Regions from separate parts of the Zea mays genome. Here all the other regions are linked to region 2. Evidence: chromatin contacts called from public Hi-C data. All regions are on one chromosome and are shown on one strand. The core of a region is the stretch at or near the end of the contact, and the rest is flanking DNA. Distances in the headings are between cores, read along the strand shown. Region 1 holds the start of LOC100276928 (Uncharacterized conserved protein (UCP012943)). Region 2 holds the start of LOC100216633 (Expansin-B4). Region 3 holds the start of LOC100216724. Region 4 holds the start of LOC103627506 (Zinc ion binding protein).

What was found. Hi-C and Micro-C count contacts between places; a contact is called where the count stands out from the background.
Region 1: a Hi-C map of tassel shows a contact between it and region 2, with 2.4 times the contacts expected there. The contact joins the promoter of LOC100276928 here to the promoter of LOC100216633 in region 2. A contact is called at or near these places in 4 of 25 Hi-C or Micro-C datasets (bundle sheath, endosperm, leaf and 1 more).
Region 3: a Hi-C map of leaf shows a contact between it and region 2, with 8 times the contacts expected there. The contact joins the promoter of LOC100216724 here to the promoter of LOC100216633 in region 2. A contact is called at or near these places in 2 of 25 Hi-C or Micro-C datasets (leaf and tassel).
Region 4: a Hi-C map of leaf shows a contact between it and region 2, with 4 times the contacts expected there. The contact joins the promoter of LOC103627506 here to the promoter of LOC100216633 in region 2. A contact is called at or near these places in 3 of 25 Hi-C or Micro-C datasets (ear, endosperm and leaf).

What each region holds. Positions count from the first base shown.
Region 1 is chr5:196,236,444-196,239,143 of Zm-B73-REFERENCE-NAM-5.0, forward strand. LOC100276928 (Uncharacterized conserved protein (UCP012943)) reads right to left here and starts at 1,337. Exons shown (of 5, transcript NM_001150621.2): 1 at 784-1,337. The coding sequence starts at 1,121.
Region 2 is chr5:196,482,207-196,484,915 of Zm-B73-REFERENCE-NAM-5.0, forward strand. LOC100216633 (Expansin-B4) reads left to right here and starts at 1,383. Exons shown (of 3, transcript NM_001143046.1): 1 at 1,383-1,877; 2 at 1,985-2,178; 3 at 2,514-2,709. The coding sequence starts at 1,715.
Region 3 is chr5:196,689,126-196,691,825 of Zm-B73-REFERENCE-NAM-5.0, forward strand. It overlaps LOC100216724, which reads right to left and starts at 1,375. Exons shown (of 12, transcript NM_001359488.1): 1 at 1,300-1,375.
Region 4 is chr5:196,322,141-196,324,840 of Zm-B73-REFERENCE-NAM-5.0, forward strand. It overlaps LOC103627506 (Zinc ion binding protein), which reads right to left and starts at 1,390. Exons shown (of 2, transcript XM_008647791.3): 1 at 1,100-1,390; 2 at 487-992. The coding sequence starts at 1,194. The coding sequence ends at 701. LOC103627507 reads right to left here. Exons shown (of 7, transcript XR_002262503.3): 7 at 2,402-2,700.

The DNA.
Region 1 (2,700 bases), core at 87-2,586, 250 kb before region 2:
TGAAACGGCAACTAGATTAGATGGAGCAAAGAACATCAATGCATAAGTAACTCCCTTATGATTTAATCAGCAAAGGTCTACTATATATTCATCTTAAAGGGCAAAAAAGGTTTGTTTTCACGCAACAAATGAGGACATAGATGTATTTTGTGTGAGTGTGCGGGGCGGGAGGGGGTAATTATTCGTATAGCTGCTACTAATTGAAAGTGGATATAATGACGTGAGTTTAATGTTTCTACAACAGTCCCTACAATACGGGCTACCATAAGGTAGCCAGAACAATCCTATGATTCAAGGACACAACATCAGTAGGATCTAATTCTCGGATGTGCTTTTCAGCAGCTGCAAGGGCTGCTATGTCTATTACAAGGTACAGGAAGCGCAGGCAGGATTGTTCCGATGGGACTAGCTGCAATTCTGCAAGTCCATGCGGATGTCTATACATGTATCCCTCGCCCCCACCCCCTGCCCCACCAAGAAGACACCATCCAAAGATGGCAGGCATACAACTATGATAACGACAACGAGTGGTAACCACCTACACGATATTGCTCAATGAACTGAAGCATGCAAGGCTCCCATGTCCCCATGAGAAGCTATCCATGTCACATCAAAATAAAGACAAAAACAGCTCTAATATAATCCAGGTAAACAAAGCATAAACTAGGTCGTGACAATCAAGCGGGTCACCAACACAAGAAATGTCAAGAGAAGAAGTTATATCAAATCTAACAGTACGCAAAGAAAAAAAATGCTATAACGAGGTGAGCAGGCAAATCTTACTGCTGGATGCTGGTGACTGCGCCGGTAACCTCGTCTATGGTCGGCGGGGACCAGAACACCACCCTGTAGTCCTGTTCTTCCTCCATCTCCCCAGTACCAGGCCCCCCAGCGACGACCTCCTCCCAGTCCCCGTCCTCCACGTACGCGGCGGCGGCGACTGCGTAAGGCGGGGATGGGGAACTGGCGCGCAGGGGCCGCCCGGGCGCGATGGCGCGCGGGCGTGGGGACGCGGCGGAGGTAACAGCGCCGGGTCCGGGGCCGAGCGCCGATGAGGAGGAGGAAGAGCGCACGGCGCGGCTGCTGAGACAGAGGAGGTGCCTGCCCGGCGGGTTCCTCATCGCCGGTCGGAAGGAAACAGAGGCTGCCTTCGTTCTTGGACTGCGAGCGAGTGCGCCGGCACCGCGCACTATCCAACGCTCCAACAGCCTCCGCGCAAAAGGATGGATAAAAAAAGGTTTGAGCAGGAAGGAGTCTTGGGGCCTTTGGAGCTTTGAGCACTAGCGAAAAATCTTGCGACGAAATATTCGGAAGGGTTGAGTATTGGTATTGCTAGGGGTCACCGATACACCATAACACCCAATTCTAGTTGTGGGTGTCATGTTTATTGGTTGATTTAGTTTTTTGTTCTCGCAAGCTTGTGAGGCTAATCAACTTCATGTCCATGATCAAGAACCTGACATAAAAAATTACTCTACTTAGCGAAATTAAAGAATAAAAATATCTTGAATTTGACCTATGTTATATACAATTAAATATTATACTCACTCTGATCTTTTTTTATTTGTCGCGTTTTAATTCAAAATAAAATTAACGGGTGTCTAAATATTCGAGAACAGATATGTTAGTTTTTTTGTGGAATATATTTTTATATTATACTAGATCTGTTTGGTGTCTTGAATATCACTGTTTGTTATGAACTTGATTGAACTGTGTATCGTTTTACTAAGGACAGTTAGGGTTCCCTTTGGAATGTGAGATTTGTTTTTTTTCTTTCTTTTCTGGTGAAAATAAACCTGAAAATTCTATGTTCTAAAGGAGCTTAGATCCATTAATTATTTTCACTCCACATACATGCATGCACAACCTTAATGCTCTAGTATATTTGTATGGTGTAATTTGTGTAAACAAAATAGTTCATAGGGACACGAGTTCCTCCCAGGGATTACAATTTCGTTTTCACCGTTCTGGATTTCGTTTATTTGACCAAAATTTGACTTTTAGATTTTAAAACGAAAAACATAACTTCCCGGACCGAAATCTGTGTTTCGGTAATCACCGAGAACGAAAAAAAATACCAGATTTCAGTAAACTCGGACCGAAATTGCGTTGCCTGGTCCCTCCTCGTCGTTGAAAGTGAAAGTCTACATTATGGTAAGCACGTTTATGGCTAGTTTGGAAACCAAATTTTTCCAAGGGTTTTTCGTTTTCCCAAGAAAAATTAGTTCATTTTCCTTTGGGAAATTGAAAAATGTGGTTGCCAAATTAGCCCTTATTTTTTTTCCGCCCTTGTGATTTTACCCAGAAACGATAAAAATCTGTTTCTGTAACAGAATGGTTCGTATCCACAAGCAACAGTTGTAGCTAATGCTTCCAGGTTAAAGTACTAGTAGCATGCAGGAAAAGGGGGGGGGGGGGGGGGGGGGGATGCAGGATAATTCGAAACCATGGAGCTTCAGCTGGTGTGCACCAACGGTTTTCCATCGCCGCCACCCGCAGCCGTTGCTTTCTCCGCTTCTGGTTACGGAATTGATCCACGTCGCCATTTGGGTCCCGGCCGTAAGATCCTTCGCCACAAAGGGCCAAACACGGCTCCCACCCAAGGAGCAAACCACATTCCAGGTGCGTACGGGAGGGGGGGATTTCGCTGCTCGGTGGTGCACGCAGCGCCCACCCCCGTACCGTACGTTGCTTTCAGAG
Region 2 (2,709 bases), core at 133-2,632:
ATCCTCTTCGGGATTACCGGGGACTAAGGTAAAATTAGCTCAGGGCTAATTTGAGAACTTCTTTTTCCCAAGAGATTTATATTTTTTCAAGGAAAATGAACTAAATTCAATTGGGAAAATAGAAATACCATGGTAAAATAGGTTCCCAAACTATCACTAATTTTATCTTTAATTTCTGAAAATATTGAAGGAGGTTTAAGTTTCTAAACTTTTGGCAACCATGTTTTTTCAAGAGATTTTCATTTTTCTAGAGAAATTAATTTATTTTTCCTAATGAGAATCCCTTAGAAAAATAAGATTTGATAAACTAGCTAAATACCGTTAAAAACTACTGTTTAAATACCCACGGTTTTTCAACAAATACGACACAAGTAAAAGAGACGGAAGAAGAATAATGAGAATGCTGGTGAGACCGTGAGAGACAGAGCGGACGCCGGAGCAGATCACCACGGCTTGCATTCTGGGCTGGGACCCTGGCAGGGAATGGGCTTATAACGAACAAGGCTTTACAGGGATTCATGGTGGCGGAGTGGTGAAAATTTTCAAAAACAGTGAATCAGTGATGGCAAGCGGCCCATTGGGATTTGCGGAGGCTGAAACGGATGGGGCCGTCTCGGGGTGGTCGGGTGGGCAACGACTTGGCCCGTATCGTAGGGTCGCTCGCTCCTCCTGACCGAAATACGACTGCCATCCTTGATGGAGCGGAGGTACGCCGGCTGGGATGTGTACCGTGTATAGGCAGGATCAGGATCATGCTCTCGGTGACCTCCCATCAGAAATCTGTCTCGAAGTGACTGTCTTCGATTCAGTTAAACCGAAGAAAGATTGGGGTTGCTTGATTTCTAGGGACTAAGACCTGTTTGATTTGTGGTAATTGCACCACACTTTATTTAATGTTAGTCGTTCGAATTAAAAAACAAAATTTAAACGGAAAAGTTAGACAAAATGTGACAAGTTAGTCAGCGAACCAAATAGACCTTAAATTTTTGACACTACATTTTTATTATATTTTAATCCCTAAATTATTAAATACAAATTCGTATTTAACAAGTATGTTGTAAAATTATATTTCACGAGTGACATTGACTTGGCGTCATAAATTTTGTGCACTTCTGGTCAAACTTAAAACAGTTTTAACTTAGAACAAGTTTAGAAATTATTTCGATTTTTAAATCGACGGAGTATATTTTTTGGATGGGAAGATTTAAATCTTGAAGGAAACTTTGGCCGTGTACATGAATGGGTACATCTACGGGCAGCAGACTCGAACCAGACAATTACGAACTCACTGCCGTGCACCGGCCCACCTACCTCGTAGTGATCTGCAGGCTATAAGTAGACGGCACAGGGGCACACTTTGATAGCACACACCAGTACCACTGCACAAAAGCACACTCTGTTCGGCTTGCCTTGTCCTTTTTCCTTGCCATATGGCTACCAAGATGGTCCTGTGTCGCTTTGTAGCCCTCGCGGCTGTCGCCTGCCTCCTCCGCCCTGGCGCGCCCGTCGAGCTCCACCGCAAGCTCTCCGGGTGGTCCGACGACGCGGGCGCGACGTGGTACGGCGCAGCCACCGGCGCTGGGAGCGACGGTGAGTCAGATGCACGGCCGCCGGACGACGCGCGTGAATTTTCCATGAACCATGCATTTTCCCTTACACCTGCACACAAAACAAAAATAAAAAATAAAATAAATGAATAAAGAATCTGTAACAAATGCCTTCCGGGGACCGGGTATACGTGTGTACGTCGGTTTTTCCGTGCAGGTGGTGCATGCGGGTACCAGAACGCCGTCGACCAGCCGCCGTTCTCGTCCATGATCGCCGCCGGCAGTCCATCCATCTTCCAGAACGGCAAGGGCTGCGGCGCCTGCTATCAGGTACGGTTCGACGGTTCGTGCATATGCGAGCGTTTCTTTAAGAGTGGCTCGTAATATTATTGCACTTCTTCGCACTTACTTAATAATATAATGCCGCCGCCGCGCAGGTGAAATGCACCGGGCACGCGTCGTGCTCCGGCAGCCCGGTGACCGTGGTCCTCACCGACGAGTGCCCCGGCGGCGCGTGCCTGGACGAGCCCGTGCACTTCGACCTGAGCGGCACGGCGTTCGGAGCCATGGCGAAGGACGGCCAGGCGGACCAGCTCCGCGGCGCCGGACACCTCAAGATCCAGTACACTCGGTAAGCTAGCTAGCAGCGCCGCCGCGCCCGTACCGCGCGCGCGCGCTCAGATGCTTCTAAGCAGCAGGACTGTCGTACTACGGTACGACTACCTGTGTTTTGTGTCGTACGCGTGCATCTAATCGCTTTCGGCGGTGTACCGTCATGTATGCCGTTGGAGTATTAGCTTGCCTCCAACCAACGCACGTAGAAACCGTGTGTGACGCATGCAGGGTGCACGTACGTACAAACATTCCTGTGTAGCAAACTAGGCTTTCCCCGTGCGTCTGTACTGTACTTCTTCGCGCTTGTCCTTTTGTGCCGCCCACCACATGTGCATGCGTGCGTGCGTGCAGGGTGCCGTGCAACTGGCGAGGGCTGGACATCGCGTTCAAGGTGGACGCCGGCTCGAACCCGAACTACTTCGCGGTGCTCATCGAGTACGAGTCCGGGGACGGCGAGCTGGAGTCCGTGGAGCTCATGCAGCGCGGCGGCGGCGGCGGGGGGGCGTGGGCGCCGATGCAGCAGTCGTGGGGCGCGGTGTGGCGGTAC
Region 3 (2,700 bases), core at 125-2,624, 210 kb after region 2:
GACATTAGCACGGCACGTGTAGTAGTGCACACTTTTGACACAGTTTAGGGGGGTGAAATATATGCTGGAAAATCGTGGTGTCATAGGAAACATGTTACATTCATTGGTTGAAGTTTCAAAAAAAGGGTTGACTATAGATACAGTTTTACAGCAATAGAGAAAGGGATTAGCATAATTACATGTTCCCCTAATCACTGTGGCCATGTGTGCTTGGGCCCATGGCTAGCTTATTAATGTATTGATGATGAGTGTTCTGACCTAGCTAGAGTTATGGTAGGTAAACCTAACACTAGGTTCAGTATGCAATTTAATAGGTGCGACCAACCATGGAGAAGCAGTTGTATTGCTATAATTAAGCTGCGATATGAAGCATATATGGGAATAACGTCAGTTGTATATATGTTATGGTAAAAATGTGATGTAAGCACAAGAACGTCATGCTGCGGAGTGCGAGTCTTTGTTGAGAAAGATGTAATGTGAATTTTTATATTAAAAAGAAGAAGAATATGTTTCACGAATTACTTGCAAAATAGTACGGTACAGTATTAGGTGAGAACGTTGGCATATTGACTTCTTTTGAGAGGAAACAGGCACACGGAGAAGAATGAAAACAACCACTAGCTCGTTAAATGGGCACAGGTCGTTGTGTACGCGTGGTGACGAATCCTAATGCACGCATCCGTGCTATACGGCGTGTGCAGAATGAATTTTACCGTCAAGAGGCCAAGAAGAATACAAGAGACTTCAAAGGGGTTAAGGAAGGAGCAGCAGGCCGGTCAAGTAAAGAGAATGGCCCCCTTCTTCAATAAAAAAAAAAGAGAAGAGAATGACATGGTGCGTGCCTTTGAATGCAGTCACGCACAAACAAAACAACAGCAGCATCTCCCTTTTTTCCCACTAGGGTAGCTGTAGATCAACAGCTGGTAGGTTGTTCCAAGAACTGTCGGGGGGTTTGGGTCCCTCTAACAAGCTCTAGCCATGAGATATTTTTAAGCAATTTTCAGATTTGACACATTTTTTGTAGGCTTGCGGCAAATTTCACATGTTTTCTGCGGACCTACATGAGAACCATCAAATAATTGAGCCAAATTCTCGCCACAAACAGAAATAATGCACCTCTTGTTCCGCAGGGAGGGGCATTGTAGTTTAGTCGTTTGTGCACTTTTTGTGCCCCAAATCTTGCTCAAGAAAATAAACATGGACGAACCCCCAAGAACATGGGGGGGCAAATATCGCATACCAAAACGAAATAATCAAGATGGGCGAAAATAAAGGATCCTAGAAGGAAGAGATGCACACCTTGAATTGCACGCGAGATGCGTGTGAGGCAATCCGTAGAGAGAGAGAGAGAAGAGAGAGAGAGGAAGAGGAGAACGGAGGACGGGAGAATGGCGTCCATGCAAGGGGCTATATATAGAAAAAGAGAAAGGAAGGAGGAGGAGAAATCTTTGAAGAATTCACTAACGCCAGCTTATTCCGTTATACGGTAATTGTTAGGAACACTCCGTTTGGAGCCCACAGGATTTTGCGTACGCGATGGGAAAAAATCTTCTTTATTTTATAGATAGTTTTATACTAAAAACTCTTCTTTTATTGTAGTAGAAGGTTTTGTGTTGAATATTTTTTTTAAAAAAATCATGGTTCGCTATCTTATTTATCTATGCTAATTCTTAAGCATAACCATATCGACTATATGTACCCGACATCATGTAAGTATATTATGGTAGTTTTTTAATGCACGGAAAAATACCATAGAAAGACGTCATTAGTAAATATGTGCATATGTTTGAATGTGTTGAGTACTTGAGTTGAAACAAACCGTATGTAGTTTGCACCTACGGTTATGTCCTTCGGTAGCCATTACAATGACATCACTAAACTGTAGAGCACTCTTTGCGGAGGAAATATCTTATGCAATCACTTATATTGGTGCAAGCGTGCAATCAAGCGGTTTGGTGCATCTAATCTAGATCTAATGATGACTGTTATTTTATATTTAACCCCTTCCACCTAAACATAGTACATATTTTACTTTTAACCCCTTCCATATGAAACTGTTGAATTTAGATTGGATGCTCTGGATAGTTTGATTGCACGCTTGCACCAAAATGAGTGATTGCACAGGATATGTCCTCCTCTTTGTGTGCGGTTGAGAGCTCGTGCTAGTTTTAAAGGTTTATATTCTACTCCAGCTAACTCGTATGTTTATAGTATATATATATATAGTTTTTATGGTCTACATGAAAATTCATGCATTGAGCCATTGACACAACAAAGAGATGGAGAAATCAGGCAGGGAAGGCAGCTGGTGTGCGCCCAGCACTTTGTTGGAAACCGCACGCCACCACCCACCGGGCTGACGCGTAGCCCGCCTTCAGAGCGGGCCCACTGGAAAAGCGCCGAGGGTGTCGCCCACCACTGACAGTAGGACCACACAACCCACGTCACCCTCAACCGTAGCCGCGTCCTTCTCAGCACGGAGCTGGCGTCGCATCAGCGTCGACGCGCCGGGCCCGCCGCGGTGGAGACCCCAGTCCTCACCACGCCATCCGCGTCCACCTCGCCATGGGCCATGGCGTGGCCCGCCGCCCACCCTCGCCGCGGGCGCGGGCGCCAGGAAGGAAACAACCACCTCCTCTCGGCGTCGGCGTCGCGGTCCGCCGACCCGGACAGCGTCCACTGTTACTGACCTACAAAGCA
Region 4 (2,700 bases), core at 140-2,639, 160 kb before region 2:
ATATATGATTTTTACAATGTACATAAACATAGTATATATATAATTATATATATAATGTGTTCATAAAATCTAAAATAACCTATAATAAAACTTAGTAGGATGTGAGAGTGCGTGAATTATTGATTTGGGTCTAAGGGCTTATTTGTTTGAAATTATAATCAGTTCAAATTATATAATCCAACATATTTTGAACTAACACTTAGTTCAAAATATATTAGATTATATAATAGTAGACTATAATCCCAAATAAACATACCTCGTAGTCGTCACATCGACATTCTAGTCAAAAGATCGATCTTACGGAAGCAATAAGTGACGTACGTACGTACGCCCCTCGACTGACCATGCATGGTCCATGGGTTGTTGATACGCAAGATCAAGCGCATGCATTTGACGACGTGATACTCGGGCTCAAACACAACGTACACGCATGCATGTGATCACAAGAAAAGTCTCGCTCGACAAGCAGGGCAGCAGCTAGCTTAATTATGCACATGCATGCATAGTAGCCAAAGCGTCTCTTTTCACAACACGCAAAACTACACTCGCTCGTACAAGGACGAAGCTAAGGTAATTAAAAAAGATGAAACTAATTAAACCAGCTAGCTACTAGTAACCTAGTTTTACCTGTCTACTAATTAGAGTAGAAAACATTGTTTCGTACAGTACATAGTACAACGACGTACGAGCACCTGGCTAACTAGCAAAGCACGTCCTTGAGGAGCTTGTACCTGCGGGGCCTCCGGCCACCCTCGGCCTGCTCGCTGCCGGTTACCTTGCCGGCGCCCTTGCTGCACCCGCTGCTGGGCGGGAACGCCGGCTGCTGCGTGCTCCAGTCTGCTTCTTCCACCTGCGGATGCCGCTTGCTGCATCCCGACGCCGAAGAGTACTGCCGCTTCTTCCCGCTGACGACGTCGTCACTGAGGCACCAGTCGCACACGCCGGCGCCCGCCTGCGCCGGGGCCGCGGCGCCGTAGTAGTTGGTGCAGTAGCTGCGCGCATGCATGCATTGGAAGGAACGAAACGGCGGCGGGCCATGATTAGTCTGATATGTTACCGAGAGGAGTACAGCTTACTACTCGACAAAGGGCGTACGTACGAGTGCTGGAAGCGGCGGCGGCAGCGGGCGCAGCGGAAGAGCTTGTCGGGGAACCCGACGTCGCCGCACATGGAGCACACGGTGGTGCCGTCCATGGACGACACGGACGGGGACGAGGCCGGGCGTCCTCCTAGCTCGTGTGGAGTTGAATGGATGACGATATAATTAAAATATATTACCTTGGAGGCCGGCCGGGGAGAGGAGAAATAGATTCGTTCGCGCGCGATGGCAGCCAGCGCAGGAGATCGAGCGGCGAATCTCAAGCCGCCGGAACGTGTACAGGTCCCTTAAATACTGATGAACGAGAGGATATGCGGATGGAAGGAGAGGGAGGGACGGGGGGAGGAGATCAGATCGTCGGATGGGAGGGCCCCCCAGCACCCAGGTGGCCAGGTGTGAGGTCGCCGGCGGAGCTGTGGGGCCGGCGGAGCAGGGCGAGGCCGGAGACGGTCCACGTGTCCCTGTGCCTATACGAGCGTGCAAGGTGTAAAGTGGGGAATGAGTCGTCGGTTGCACCTGCACTGGTTTATTTGTCTGGTCCGCTGCACTAGTAAATCAGTATTCCTTAATAATGCTTATTATATTATTACTAGTTATATGCCCGTGCGTTGCTACGGAATCAATATGATAAAATACAATAGTACGCAAAACAATAATTGTTATTCTATAATTTTGTTAGCATCACTAAAAATGGATGATTTCATACCTTGAAAGATATAGTAAGATGCATGTGCGTTACTAAAGAAATCAAAAATCTTAGTGACGCATGAACACCTTACTATATCTTTTAAGGTATGTAAATATCCATTTCTAATGATATTAACAAAAGTATAAAATAATAGGTGTATGCTTGTGCGTTGCTACGGAGTCAATATATAATAATAAGATACATTGATATACATAAGCGTATTGATACGTTGATATGTAAATACATGTCTATATACCTCAAAAAATATAAGATTGTAATGTGCTTTATCATTAAATCTCAAATAAAACACGTCGATTCCATAAAAGAATAGTGTATTATTATATAAGATTTAGTAAGAAAATTTAATGACAAAATTAAAAAATGCTCTTTCATAGATCATCATAGTTTATATATTTAGATCAATAAATATAAGGCTGCGTAGCAAACGGAAGGATCCTAGGTGCAGATGGATTGAATGATACCCCTATGTGTTTTGTGTTGATGTAGTATCATGCGGTGGTGTGTGGCCAGATTAGGTTCTAATGTAGAATTCTTAGTACTTTCTAAACTAAAGCTATAATCTGAAAACTGCATAGTATGAACTAAAATCAACAGTCCTACAAACTGGACATTTTATTATCATTGGCAGAGTTGCAGTAAACTGGACATGTTCATGACACGGTTGGTGCACTCCACTTCCCAGTTCATGACACAGTTGGCAGAGTTCATGACATAATTCATGTCAGTCCATGACACAATTAGCAGAGTAGGTGCACATGGACATGTTCAAAATTATACAAGAAACTGCACTCCACTTCCCAGAATTTGAAGACATAGTTCATGAAACAGCATAGTTCATGACACACTAATTTTGAAGTCATAGTTCTTGACACAACATAGTGGATAATACACT